Regions from separate parts of the Anas platyrhynchos genome. Here region 1 is linked to region 2. The links are chromatin contacts, called in public Hi-C maps. All regions are on one chromosome and are shown on one strand. The core of a region is the stretch at or near the end of the contact, and the rest is flanking DNA. Distances in the headings are between cores, read along the strand shown. Region 1 holds the start of WASHC5 (WASH complex subunit 5). Region 2 holds the start of LOC110352457 (a long non-coding RNA gene).

Evidence for each region. A called contact is a pair of places that touch in the nucleus more often than the background predicts.
Region 1: a contact with region 2 is called in a Hi-C map of liver, with 5 times the contacts expected there. The contact joins the promoter of WASHC5 here to the enhancer-like site in region 2. A contact is called at or near these places in 3 of 8 Hi-C or Micro-C datasets (liver, skeletal muscle and subcutaneous adipose tissue).

The regions. Positions count from the first base shown.
Region 1 is chr2:11,344,802-11,351,501 of IASCAAS_PekinDuck_T2T, forward strand. WASHC5 (WASH complex subunit 5) reads left to right here and starts at 4,749. Exons shown (of 29, transcript XM_072034312.1): 1 at 4,749-4,929; 2 at 5,806-6,103. The coding sequence starts at 5,918. It overlaps NSMCE2 (NSE2 (MMS21) homolog, SMC5-SMC6 complex SUMO ligase), which reads right to left and starts at 4,756. Exons shown (of 7, transcript XM_038173778.2): 1 at 4,614-4,756; 2 at 1,257-1,401. The coding sequence starts at 1,386.
Region 2 is chr2:10,702,457-10,708,683 of IASCAAS_PekinDuck_T2T, forward strand. It overlaps LOC110352457 (a long non-coding RNA gene), which reads right to left and starts at 4,326. Exons shown (of 4, transcript XR_005263887.2): 1 at 4,012-4,326. Within about 2 kb of position 1,520, at least 1 of the 8 cell types and tissues checked has an H3K27ac peak or open chromatin away from gene starts, as enhancers often do.

The sequences.
Region 1 (6,700 bases), core at 3,499-5,998, 650 kb after region 2:
GAAGCTTAAGTTGCCTGTCATGGCTCCAAACCTGAATGCCACAGGGGCTTCATTTGGCTTCACCTGAAAGGTGATATTAATCAAAACTTCTAACTTTTGTCGCCAATAACTAATTTCTGCAGATCATTCTGGGATTACAGGAATTCAGTACGTTCAGTGCATTTCCATCTGTTATGGAAAAGTAGGAGGGACGGTGGCTGCAAAAGCAGCGAGGAAGCAGAACTGGCTCTACCCGTCATGCCACAAAGGGAATCCCCAGCTGACTGTTCAGACAAGCTTTCCATTTCCTCTACCATCCAGAAACAGGACGTCAATTGTCTCTGACAGCAATATGGATAAAAAGGTCAGAGGAGAGAGAACTATCACACCAGACAACCAGAGAAGCATTCATCTTGATGGTACAGAAACCTTCGCTTAGCTGAGTGCAAGATTTATAATGAATGACATATCTTTTCTTTTAGAGGACTTTCACTCTCTGCTCATAATTAAAGCTTTAAAGGTTTGATTTTTTGTTCCTAGTGAAAATATTATCACAGATCTAAGGAGTTACAGAATATTTGTAATATTTGTAAAATTTTAATATATAATATTTGTCTTTGAAAAGTAGCTTTGCACTGCACCTGTTGCTGTGAAATAGCAATGACAAGACTGTTAGGAATGATTAGAGATTTATGGTATCCCAGTTTGTAGATGTCCAAACTGAAGCACACTTAAAGGGTCTGTTTTTCAGCAGAGAAACAGACAGCATTTTAGAAAATTGCATCCCCTAACAGGCGTCTCAAGCTTTGTACTCAAAATCATTAGCATTATTTCAAATATCTTGCCCTAAACATTAAATGAAACACACAAAGAAGCAGTAATAGAAAGAAAAGTCATTTTATTCACCTTAAAAGGCCTTCTCCATCTTCTTCAGTAATACCAGAGTTTTTACAAAGCGATAGGATAATAAACACTGGAACATTGTCAGTCTGAGTTGTTACAAAAGCTTTTTTTTTGTAACAATGTTTGTAACAATTTTTTTTGTAACAATGTTTTGTTTTGTTTTGTTTTTTGACAATGTTTGCTTGCTATTTACATTTTCCTTGGATTTATCATTGAACAGAATGAAGTAAGTGGGATGAAAACACCCCGTATAGCCAGCAGAGCTACAGTTCCTACAACAAAGATAATGACTGTAATAAAGTCAAAACATGTAGACCTAGGATTCACCTGTGAGATTCAGGATGCAATAGAAGATACTCAGAGGAATTACTTACTGAAACTTTCCACGAGGTCAAGGGCAACGTTAGTGGCGATATCCATTCCAGTATTTATGTAAGATTGGCAGTTTTTCAGAGATGAGAGAGAGGAGTCCACGGAGTTGAACGAAATTACAGCCCCTGGCATCTTGAAATCGTTACTCTGGAAATAACAGATAGAACATTCTGAATGCAGTTTACACCTGAAGAATTTGGAAGATAAAAGTGCAAATAGCAGTGTTCACAGGATGGCTGAAACACTACAGAGCAGGGATGAAATCTTAGCTCACGAGTGATGTACTGGAACAGGCTGCCCAGAGAAAACTGTGGATGCCCCATCCCTGGAGGTGCTCAAGGCCAGGCTGGATGGGGTTTTGGGCAACTTGGGCTGGTGGGAGGCGTCCCTGCCCAGGGCAGGGGTAGGAACCAGATGATCTTTAAGGTCCCTTCCAACCCAAGCCATTCTAGGATTCTCTGAAGTGTCAGTGGAACTGCAACTCACCAGAGGTTTTCAATTGCCTTCATATTCAACATAAAGCAAATATTAAGCAAAACTAAACCCCAAAAACCAACTTGCCATTTTCACCTGCTCATTTCCATTGCTAAACCACAATGAAATTTAAACTCAGTGATAATGCTAATTTGAAAATTACTGCTCTATTTCAGCTCTGAAGAAAGCCCACATGCCCCAAGATTTGCCTGCGTTTTCTAGACACACTAGCAGCCAGGCTGGTAAGAAATATGACTCTCACATCAAATTCAGCCCCACCATCTACAAGCGTGTTTCAACAGCTTATCCAGTGGGGAAAAATATAAATAAATAAAGGGCAAATGCTCTAAAAATGTATTCAGCAGTAAATCATCTAACATCATTTTTAAATAAACGCCCACCTTACAAATGGTGCCTGCTGACCCCAACGTTGTCACAGACTGTGTTGTTAGTAGCAACGTTCCACTGGCACACAACAGCATCACACGAGAATCACGTTTGCTTCTTTACCATCACCTTCCCCAATACAGACCCACAACCTACAACTTTCCTGGGATTAACTGCTTCTCCTCTGTCATTAACGTAACCCTCAAGTCAGTTTGCTTACGCCATCCCTATCCACACTGTTCATATCAGTTGGTGATCTCCCCTCAAAAGTTTCAGCTTCTAGCCTTCCTTTTTTATGCTTTACCATAACTTGCTTGGACGACATGTAGGTATTATAAGAAGCAAGGATCCAGTGCGCACAGTTTTATACTTTAAGCTCCAGGAGATAAGAAAACTTCTGCTCAGCTTTAAAAACACACTTGTTTATAAAAGTCTTGGACAGACAGAAATACTGTATCAGTCCATGTAAACAGTAACTGAGATTTTCAGGGACTACACTCCGATCGTATTGAAGGAGGGAGAGAACAGAATCCATAACCAAAATTGATATACAGTAGAAATTTTATCTAAATAGTACCCAAAATTACAAGGGGATGAGTTGGTATATCAACAAAAGCCTTTGACAGGCCACAATCCAACAGAAATATGCAAATTATTAAAGGATAAAGCTTTGCCCATGGTTTGCATATCTAAGGCTGTATCTCCCTCTCTCCCTCTACTACTTACCCTGGGATTCCAGAACTACATCTTATGCTCATCCTAACATGAATAACATTGCCATGTTCCTCATTAACATCGTGCAAATTGTGAGACCTGAGTACCTGCCATCACAGTCTCTCCTCTCCTAATGTTTTCTTTCATATCTTTTTGGGTTTTTTCCTGCTTCAAAAATGTGTTTGGCTACTCAAGACCATCTTTTATGACACTGCTTTCAGGTCATGGGCTTACAACAGCTTTTAACGATATAGTGATTTTTTGCGTTTGCCACAACTTGGATTTCTGAATTCCGTATTAACTAACTTCCTCTCCTTCCGTTCTAAAGGAGCATCTTGCCAGAGAAGAGGCAGCAGTCTTCAACAATTGCTCCAGTAAGCTCAGCTCATGCTCTCCCTGTCAAAAGACAGCAATTGTTACCTCTGGATGCTGTCAGACTGACAGCAGAAGACATGCAAAAAGTTCCTTACAGAACCCTGTGAAAGTTTAAAAAAAAAAAAAGAAATAAAAAGATGCTCTTCAAGATATATTTAATAGAACAACTTAAAGCATTTGCTATTATTTTAGCTTTGGTTTTTTAAGCAGCTGTTTGCTATCTTACCAAGACTATTTGTAAAGAACCTCTGTGCTCCAAATTTCATACACCATTAAATAGTCACACAAAATCATGTGATCAGCTTTATCTTTCTGGGCCTATTTAGAGCATCAAAGTTAACAGCAAGAACCTAATGGACTTCCTGAACCTGCTAAATCTGACTAATCAAGCAAGGCCGCTGTTCTTTTGGGAATTTCACAGATATACACTGAAAGACAGGAATCTGAAAAAAACAATAGTGCAAAATTAAACGGGCTTCCTCTTTCTCTTAAGATTTGTGGAAGCACTGACCAAGCCGAACAGAAACTTAAGTTACTGTTTACAATATTAGGTCATACTACTGTATTGGTATATAAACCACTGTATCTCAATTTGTGTTTTGAAAGACAATGTAAGTTCTCTCAAACAAAAATACATACATATGTATATATGTATGTGTGTATATATATATATATAAGAAAAATAAGCTTTATATATAGAGAAATTGTTTTTGATCCCAAAGATTTCCCTCTCAAATTGTCTAAGTGAATTCTTCAACATCAGCTTGCAGCTGTCCATGCTGCCAGCAGAGGAATAGCCACATCCTCACTGGTTTTACTGCTGTAAACCTGTACAGTTTTGTAAACCTGTACAGCTTTTCAGCCTTTTTTGCCAGAAAAAGTCTTAACTGGGTGCATCCTCTTGCAACTCCCACCCCAGCACACCTCACCTCAGGAAGACACAAGCAAGACCTAGAGTTGAAAAAGCGACCAAGTGCAAGCAGCGAGGCAGGTTTCTTTCCATGATAAGCGACCAAATGGTCCAAACAGGGCTGCAGAGCAGAAACCTCAAATTACACTTCATCTTCTACCACATAACTTTGAGATTTGAGCAAGCGACCTGGCTTCCTCACCCTTCACCCTCCCAACACGCGAGGCGGGGACCCAGAGGCGCCCACCTCCCGGGCTGCTGGGTGACCGCCTGCCCCATGGGGCCGCTACTCCCCTCCCACAGCGGTGTGGAGAGGAGCCCCCCAAGCATTAAGCTCCTTTCCCCATGCCTCCATCCCCTCATCTCGCCCCCTGACCCCAAGCTGAGACCTCCCGGCCGCCCTACGCCAGTCCCACCCGGAGGGCAGCGGTCCCCCTCCATCCCCTCAGGGGGCACGGAGCGGGCGGGGGGGGCTCCCTCAGCAGCGCCCGCTGCTCACCTAGAGCCAGCCGCTGCAGCCCGGAGGGGTCTCGGAGGGGTCCCCGAGGGCCACCGAACCTTCCCTCGGTGCTAGGAGCTGGCGAGGCGGGCCGGGAAGGCGGCGGAACCGCCTCATCAGCCGGCGCCTCTCCACATGACGGCGCCATCATGTGATGGGAGGGCTGGGCACGGCCGCCGCCGCCTCCCGCCGTGCTGCCACCGCCGCGGCGGGGAAGAGGGTTTTTTGGGGGGAGAAGCCGGAGCTCGCCTCGCTGTCGGCAGCCCTGAGGCATGGGGCTGGCTCCGAGGAGGTCTCCCCGGGGCTCGTCCAGGCGGTGAGGGGCAAGGGAGGGCCTGGCAGGGCGGCCGGGAGAAGTGCCCGGGGCTGAGGGGAAGGGACAGGGATAGGGAAGCGCCCGGGGCTGAGGGGGCTGCGCTGCACCGGGGGGGCGTTTCGGGGGGCTTGGGTGGGGTATTCGGGTTAAAAAGGCACCCTACAGCCCGACAAGGAGTGGGGGAGATGCAATTTGAAGCCCAGTCCTGTTGCATCGGGTTTGCATCCTGTTACACCCCGCAGGGCTCCACACGACGGGACGGGCAGGCTCCCGGGTCGGGTCAGGGGGCTGAAGGGGCGCCCCCGCTGTCACAAGGGGCTTGGAAAGGTCTTGGTTAAAAAACTAAAGTCATCTCGAAGCCTCCCGTAAAGGCTCCTAAAAAATCAAAGCTTAGTTTTAACGGTGCTGTACTGCATATCTTGAAGGAAAAAATGTCAATAAATAAATGGCTGCAGCACAAATGCTGGCCCTTTTGCTGCAACAAGTTTTCCTTGTTTTGCTAAATCCCGTTACAGTTACTTCGTTTGTATTTTAAGCTATTATAGACACATAACGTGTTTTGTTTTCCTTGCTACCATCTCCTGTTTGGCATCAATTGCTTTGATATTTGTGATCTTTTCATTCTTTAACCTTTCTCTTCAGATTTTCTGGTCCAAGAAACCGTGCTTGTCTTGCCTGGTTGCACAGGTGACTGATTCAAAGGCTGGGTATATACTAAAGATGATTTAAATGCACTTTTTTCACTTCACCAGCTGCTTTAAACAGAGCATTTATCTTTCAACTGAAAGATTTCAGCCTGTGCTTAAAATCTGCATGGATTAAACTATAAAAAATACAAACATGAAGCACTGAATGTGTGTGGTTTTGTTTTTACAGGCACTGCTGATGGAGCAGCTAGGTTTCTCATTCTTCTTCAAATCACCTGAAAACTAACGTTCAGAAACAGACTTAACAGGGCCTGTGCTACGTGTTCACCTCCGGCTCCACGATGGTTGATTTTCTTGCTGAAAATAATCTCTGTGGTCAGGCAATTCTTCGGATTGTCTCCTGTGGAAATGCCATCATTGCAGAACTCTTAAGACTCTCAGAATTTATTCCTGGTGTTTTCAGGCTGAAGGACAAGGCTGATCAACAAAAGTATGGAGATATCATATTTGATTTCAGTTATTTTAAGGTAAATCCTTTTATTCTGTTGTTAAACTTCACTTTAAAGTGTTGTCTTGGTAGAGCATAAGAGCTACAAAATAGCCATTCCTGAGTGCTCTGTTTATTACCAGCATGCTTCAGAATTGACTGCAATGACTTGCTATTTGCTTAGTGCTTACCAGAAATCTACTGACTGAGATAGTAATTGGGATATGCTCGCATGCTAACATTCCACTTCTGGACTGTCTCGCATTTTGTATAGTTTTGGTCACACTTAGCCTCATCTTACTCATTTGAGTGAGCAGAAACAGTCTGGTGAGCACGCTGTGCTTAGGCCCCTAGGCAGAATATACATTTAACCAGTACCCACGCTGAGAGTTTTAGGGCAAGAAGGGGAAGCAACTTTAAGTGCATGCATAGAATAGCAGTCTTTCAGAATGTATGATGAGTCATCTGGCCTGAAAATTTTGATGGGTATTGATCATATAAGACTTGAGTCCTCGGTTATTATTTCCTGAAGGAACTTTAAATTTTGCTTTGACCAGCAGGTCCTGAGCCTGTGCAGTGGGTTGTTTTTCTCTGGAGCACTACTGTGGGCAGTATGCCCATCTTCCTTTGGTTATCT
Region 2 (6,227 bases), core at 270-2,769:
AAAGAGCACCACTGCTGCAGAGAGAAAGAGAGGTTAAGCTGTTAGAGCAGAGAAAAGCTTCGTTACAGTTCCACACCCTCAGGCATGCGAAAACCAATCTGCACCTTCCAGAGTTAGGCCCATAAAGATGGGAGGAAAATACATGTGAAGCAGTGAGCTATTAGAAGACCAGATAAATAGTTCAAACAGAGTTATTTATTGGTGTGGTTGGATATATTCCTGCAGTATGGTTACATATCTCCTCCTTGCTATTATGTACCTGTGCAAGTGGTTAGTATTTTGGAAGCAAAAATCCCTGCATGGCTCTACAATAGAAGGTCAGGATGCTTTTCTTTCAGGGTCTCTGCTTAAAGGCTCTTTTACGCTACAGAGTCTGAAAAAGAGGAACAGCTGCCTTACTCTGCTTTGAAGATGCGTCTGGATCCATCACATAGAAGTGCCTTACTAATATATTTGACAAAGACTTGTGTTTGGAGGTTCATTAAAACCCCCAGTAAAAAAGAGTTTGGGATTGTGAAGACAAGGAAAATAATAATAATAATAATAATAATAATAATAATAATAATAATAATAATAATAATAATAATAATAGGAATAAGGCAAGGAGCCCAGAGCCTTATCTTTGCATAGACAATTAATGCATAACCTGAAAAACTCCTCAAAGACCAGAGTAGGCTGGGTCCTCATCCCCCTGCAGTTACTAACCACAAAAGAAAAGCAACAGAAAAATGTGTTGCAGAAACTGTCTATAAAGTCTGTTTCTTGTTCCCCTCTGGAAAGTCCTACAGACCGCAGTAAGGATGATAACAGTATTTGTCAAAATCAGAATAAGGAATGCGATCCCTCTCACTAAGCAAAAAGAGCGCTCAGCCTTCTGCATAGGGGAAATCCCTTTCCCCCTACAGAAAGGGATATTTCAAGGTGCTGCTTCCCACCCAACCCTAATAAAAGTGGAAACCTCCCCGACCTTTCCCAGATATCTCTGGAACTCAAAATGAATTAGAAACTCTACAGGAAAACCATAACAAAACAATATCACCATGCAGTATTTGCCTCTAAAGCACATATTAAGGAAGTATTTTCAAAGAATGCTATTGCTGCCTTGAAAAAGAATACCCCAAGCTGTTCCCAGCAATGCAGACAATCTCTTTACTCAGTCCCAGCCATTCCAGAACCTATTACAAGGATGTCCAGAGAGGTTAAAATGCTGAAGGACTACATCACCTGACGGTGCATGAGTACCTCCTTCTGTGCCTGGCTTTACTTCAGGCCTGGGGACCAGAGGTTGGAAAAGCATGGATTTTCTGTCTCACTGTTCACAGACATACCCAGTAAATGTTCACATTATAGCAGTGTTGGAAACTGCTGACAACACATTAAATAATAGTGGCCAAGTGCTTTAGGATCTTCTGTTACCACAGTAACTAAATATCTCCCAAGTTTTGAAACATCGGCCCAAGTTCCTCCCAACTATTCCATAATAGTTTATTTTTTCCTGGCAACGACCACATGGTGGTGGTGTATCACCGTGAGTTGTGTTCAGGCCTGACTCCCAGGAACTGAAGAGTTGGTTAAAGGAGCTGGATATTTACGGCACAGCACATTTACAAGGATGCTTGTAGAATGAACCCTTTAAACCCACTTTACCTTTGAAATTATACTTATTTCTTAGCTGCCTTGCTTGCAGGGCTGTGTGGTTTTCCAATCAGGAATCTCCCGGAGTATTTTGAACAACATAGGCATCACTCAGAAGTCCAAGTGCAGAAGTATTTGAAGTTACATGCCATTTATGTGTCAATCTGGTTCATCTCAACCTGTATTTTTTTATTTTTATTTTTTTAATTAATCCTGTGATACTCTATCCACTTCCCAGAAAAAGTGTTTCTGAGATCTCTATTAGAGTCAAGCAAGGTTGAATGGTCATTGTTCTGAATTTGTTCTTAAAACTCTTCTTCCACGAAGTTTTTCAGCCACCCTTCACCAAAGACAGGTGCTAAAAAGAATGTGTACTGCATTGTCATTGTGCTTTTCAGCCCATTCACAATATAGGCCTTAAATTAGCTGCTGTATGTCCTTGACTGAATGTAGACAGTGACAGCCTGATCTAATACTCAGTGAAGTCAATGGGAGCCTTTCAGTTTTCCCTCATTTGGCCCTGAATCAAGTTCAAAGTTGTCTGGTTCAGGAACCAGATCTTCTGTGTTTGTACAGAGATGATTATTCTCCAGTATGGATGTAGGTTACAAAAAATCCATTAGGACTTTTGGCACAAAAGAAACTATACGTAACAAAGACAGCATGTCTCAAACCAAGAGAGATTAGCTCCCGTTTAATTGGTTTGAAACAAGGGCACATCATCAACAGGGACAGGAGAACTGGTTTGGACTTAATGAGAAATGCATCATTTCCCACTCGCAAACTTTTACTGCAAACTCACCCTGAACTTTTTGAGTCAAAACTATTTTAATGACCCTTTTCTTTGCATTGTCATAGGCCTTTCTATCTTAATGTTTTGTCAGGGATCAGAGAAATTTATACCACCACTGCAAGAGGGCTCTTTTTGCCAAGGGAGTCAGTACATACAGGAAATATCAGATATGTCATTAAATATTGTATTCCTATATAATTTCTTGACCAAATGTACACAGGCTCTGACAGTTCAGATTGGCCACTCAACATTCTGACCAAAAAAATCCTTCTGTGCATTGCAAGTGTAGTGTGCTTGGCATCACAACCCTCTTTTGGTAAAGGCAAGTAACAGCATGCCTTCTTAAAATCTTTGGAACTTGAGAAAATATTAACCCACATCCACCTATTTCAAGCATTTATTAGATAATTTAGGTCCTTGTGAAGATGCTACTTACCCAGGAATAACTGAAAATCCCCAGATTTTTCTTTTTTTTCTTGCTGCTGAATATTCGTGGATCCACCCAAGTCCCCCTAATACAAAGGACTTGGATATCTACTTCCTTTTTCCTGACTTTGGGGCCAGCTCCACCAGTGTTTAAAAAAAAAAAAACAAAAAAACACAAAACTTATTGGATCAGCCCTCTCTGGAAGGCGAAGTCTGGAAGCCCTCCTCTTGAAGCTGGAGCTTAATGAGCTAGAGTTCTTACTGAGCTCTGGTATCTTCAGGTTTGTTCACCTGCTTTGAAGCAGGTCTTCAATCAGTCTTCCAATGCTTAGAGCAGATGCTGAACCTGGCCACTAGAACAGTTTGAGGAGGTCTTCCCTGTTAAAATTTTCTTATCCAAATTCTCTAAATAGTCAGGAAAAATAACGTTTGAAATATCTATAGATATTTCTGTGGCTATTTTCCCAAAAATACAAAGAGCAAGTGGGTTATTTGGTATGGTTAGAAAGGATGTATCACTCTGAAAACAAATAGTTGTGTGAATCAGATCTATTAAGGCCCCCTCTAAGCCGTATGTTGCAAATCAGGTCCATTTATCCTCAGTCACTTAGCCACAAAAATAATTTTACAAAGAAGAATATGGCAGAAATTAGACCAGTCATTTCTGCACCTACTTTTTTTTTTTTTTTTTTCTCCTGGAAACTGGCAGTCTGTGCTAGAGTTTAAGTTCAACCATAAGCACTAGCTGTACTTAGAAGGTATGAAACATTGAATCCTCTTACTGAAGATTTCTCTCCGTTCCCTCAGTGTTACACTCTTGGCTCTTCTCTGGGCATAATGTGACCACAGCAACATTCAAAAATAACATGAAATTCTTCCAATGCTTGTACTACACTAATCCAAAAATATAAATAAGGGTGCTACTTGCAATGAATACTCTCCTGAAAGTCCTTTTGAGCCTCACTAACAATGACAACTTCAGAGGTGCAGGCTTGGCTCTTGGCTTTTCTGGGAATGACAGAAAAACAACATCTTGCCTGGAATTACAAAATAAGACAAGTTAAGGCAGGATGAGATGCCCACTCCTCTGCTTATTAACCTTCATAAACACAGGTTGAGATAATGTTGAACAAAGAAGAGATTTCAGAGTTCCTTACCTGCATAGCACCAACAGGCACATCCTTTCTTTCCCTTCCTTCCCCTGGCACCACAGACACACATCCTATCCTCCAATAGCCTCTCCAGGCAGAAATCTTGCATTACACTACTCTGCTTCTTTGGTGTGAGTAGACTGAAACTTCTTCTTCTCTACCAATTTACTTTCTGGTATCTGCTCAAAGGAAATAACTCTGTGTGTTTTATTTTTTATTTTTTTCCTCTGCTTTCGCTTATCACTGCCTATTGTGCTTATCAGGGACTGGATACCAAAGGTTCAGTGATCCTTTAACAGTGTGGGTGGAGGAAAGAAGTGGAACCAGGCAAAACCTGTGCTTTGATCCTGAATGAGCCAAGGACAATTCACTCAAATCACTTGACCCTTTGTGCCAGAGGCAACTCAGCTGGGAAATTGAGTGAAAACAACAATTTCACTGCAGATCAAACCCAACCTCTGAGCTGAGCTCTCCTGGGCCACTGAGTTCCAGTGCTTGAAACAGCTCATTTGAGCACAGGATCTGATTAAAATCTGAATAAGGTGGTGGAATTAACATAGTTAGTTCTTTATAAAAATGCTCGGCAGGACTTAGGCTCAGAAACATTGCTTTGTCTGGTCAAAGCTAATCACAGAATTGCAGACTGGTTGAGGCTGGCAGGGCCCTCTGGAGGCCCTCTGGTCCAACCCTGCTCAAGCAGGGACACCCAGAGCAGGGTGCCCAGGACCCACATGCAGGCAAATTTGAAGATCTCCAAGGACTGACTCCACAGCCTGTATGCCTGTATGGACAACTTGTGCCAGTTCTCACTCAAATCTTTTCTGCTTTTCTCTATAATGTCTAACTCCATCTACTCTTTTCTTTTCACTGAAGGTTTTTGTTTGTTTGTTTGTTTGTTGATTTTTGATTTTTTTTTTTTTTTTTTGGTGGGCACCTCTAGATATCTCATTTAGAAGTATAAATTGCTGCTTATTGGTCAAACCTGGAATAACATCATGGCAGCTTCCTCTTTCCTTCAACCATAGGAAATATTCCACCTAGGACTGCAGACCACAGAATGGTTTGGGTTGGAAGGGACTTTAAGATCACCTAGTTCCAATGCCCTGCCCTAGACAGGAAGGGACACCTCCCACCAGACCAAGTTGCTCAAAGCCCCATCCAGCCTGGCCTTAAGCACCTCCAGGGATGGGGCATCCACAGCTTCTCTGGGAAACCTGGTCCAGTGCCTCATCACTCTTATAGTAAACAGTTTCTTCTTTATATCTAATCTAAACCTAACCTCTTTTAGTTTAAAACAATTTATCCCTTGTATTGTCACTACATACTCTTCTAAAAAATCCTACCTCAACTTTCCTGTAGTCCTCCTTTAAGTACTGGAAGGCCACTAGAAGGTCTCCCTGTAGCCTGCTCTTCTCCAGGCTGAACAACCCCAACAGATGTGCACATATGGATTAATATTTATGGGGCTTTTCATACTGCCAACAGGAGTTTTTCTCTCACCTCTGGGCCCAATAGGAGAAGAAATATATATAGAGAGAGAGAGAGAGAAGAATATATAGAAGAAAAATGGTTAATTGAAGTCCAGTGCGCTTTATGCCATCACATGGCTGTGAGGATTTTTCACTGAACTTCAGCTTCTCTGTTAAGAAGTGGTAAGCCACTGTTTCTGGTCAGGATACATTTTGATGTACATCTACATCATCCTGCTCTGATTGCAACCTATAGAGATTATATTGGACTAAGCAGTTAACCCAGCACTCTTTCTGTCTTTGCCGCAGCGTACTCCTGTGTTGATGACAACAGCTGTTCACACCACTTATTTGCCATCAAAGAGATGCACAGAGCATGATTCCCTTGACCAAACAGAGGTGCCTCTAGTATATTGACTTCACTTTAAAGTCAAAGATAGCCAAGGACAACCAAAATGAAGCTTATTAGACTTTAGCAGAGGCTTGTAAACCCAAATCCCACGTGTTTTATAGGACTCACCTGGACTAACATTTGGTGTCTCTGATACAAGTGTCTGTATCTCAGGTACTAAGTGGTCCCTGGGTGGTCAATGGAGATCTAGTCCGTACAGCCAACAGGTACTTTGATGTGGTTCATCCAAGCAAATGTAGGCATACATGAAGGTGAACTGCACCCTAAACAGCATTGAGTCTGTGAAGGGAGGAGCCCAGGGTGACTTGTTCACCTGTAGATAACCCCATCCAGACACTGTC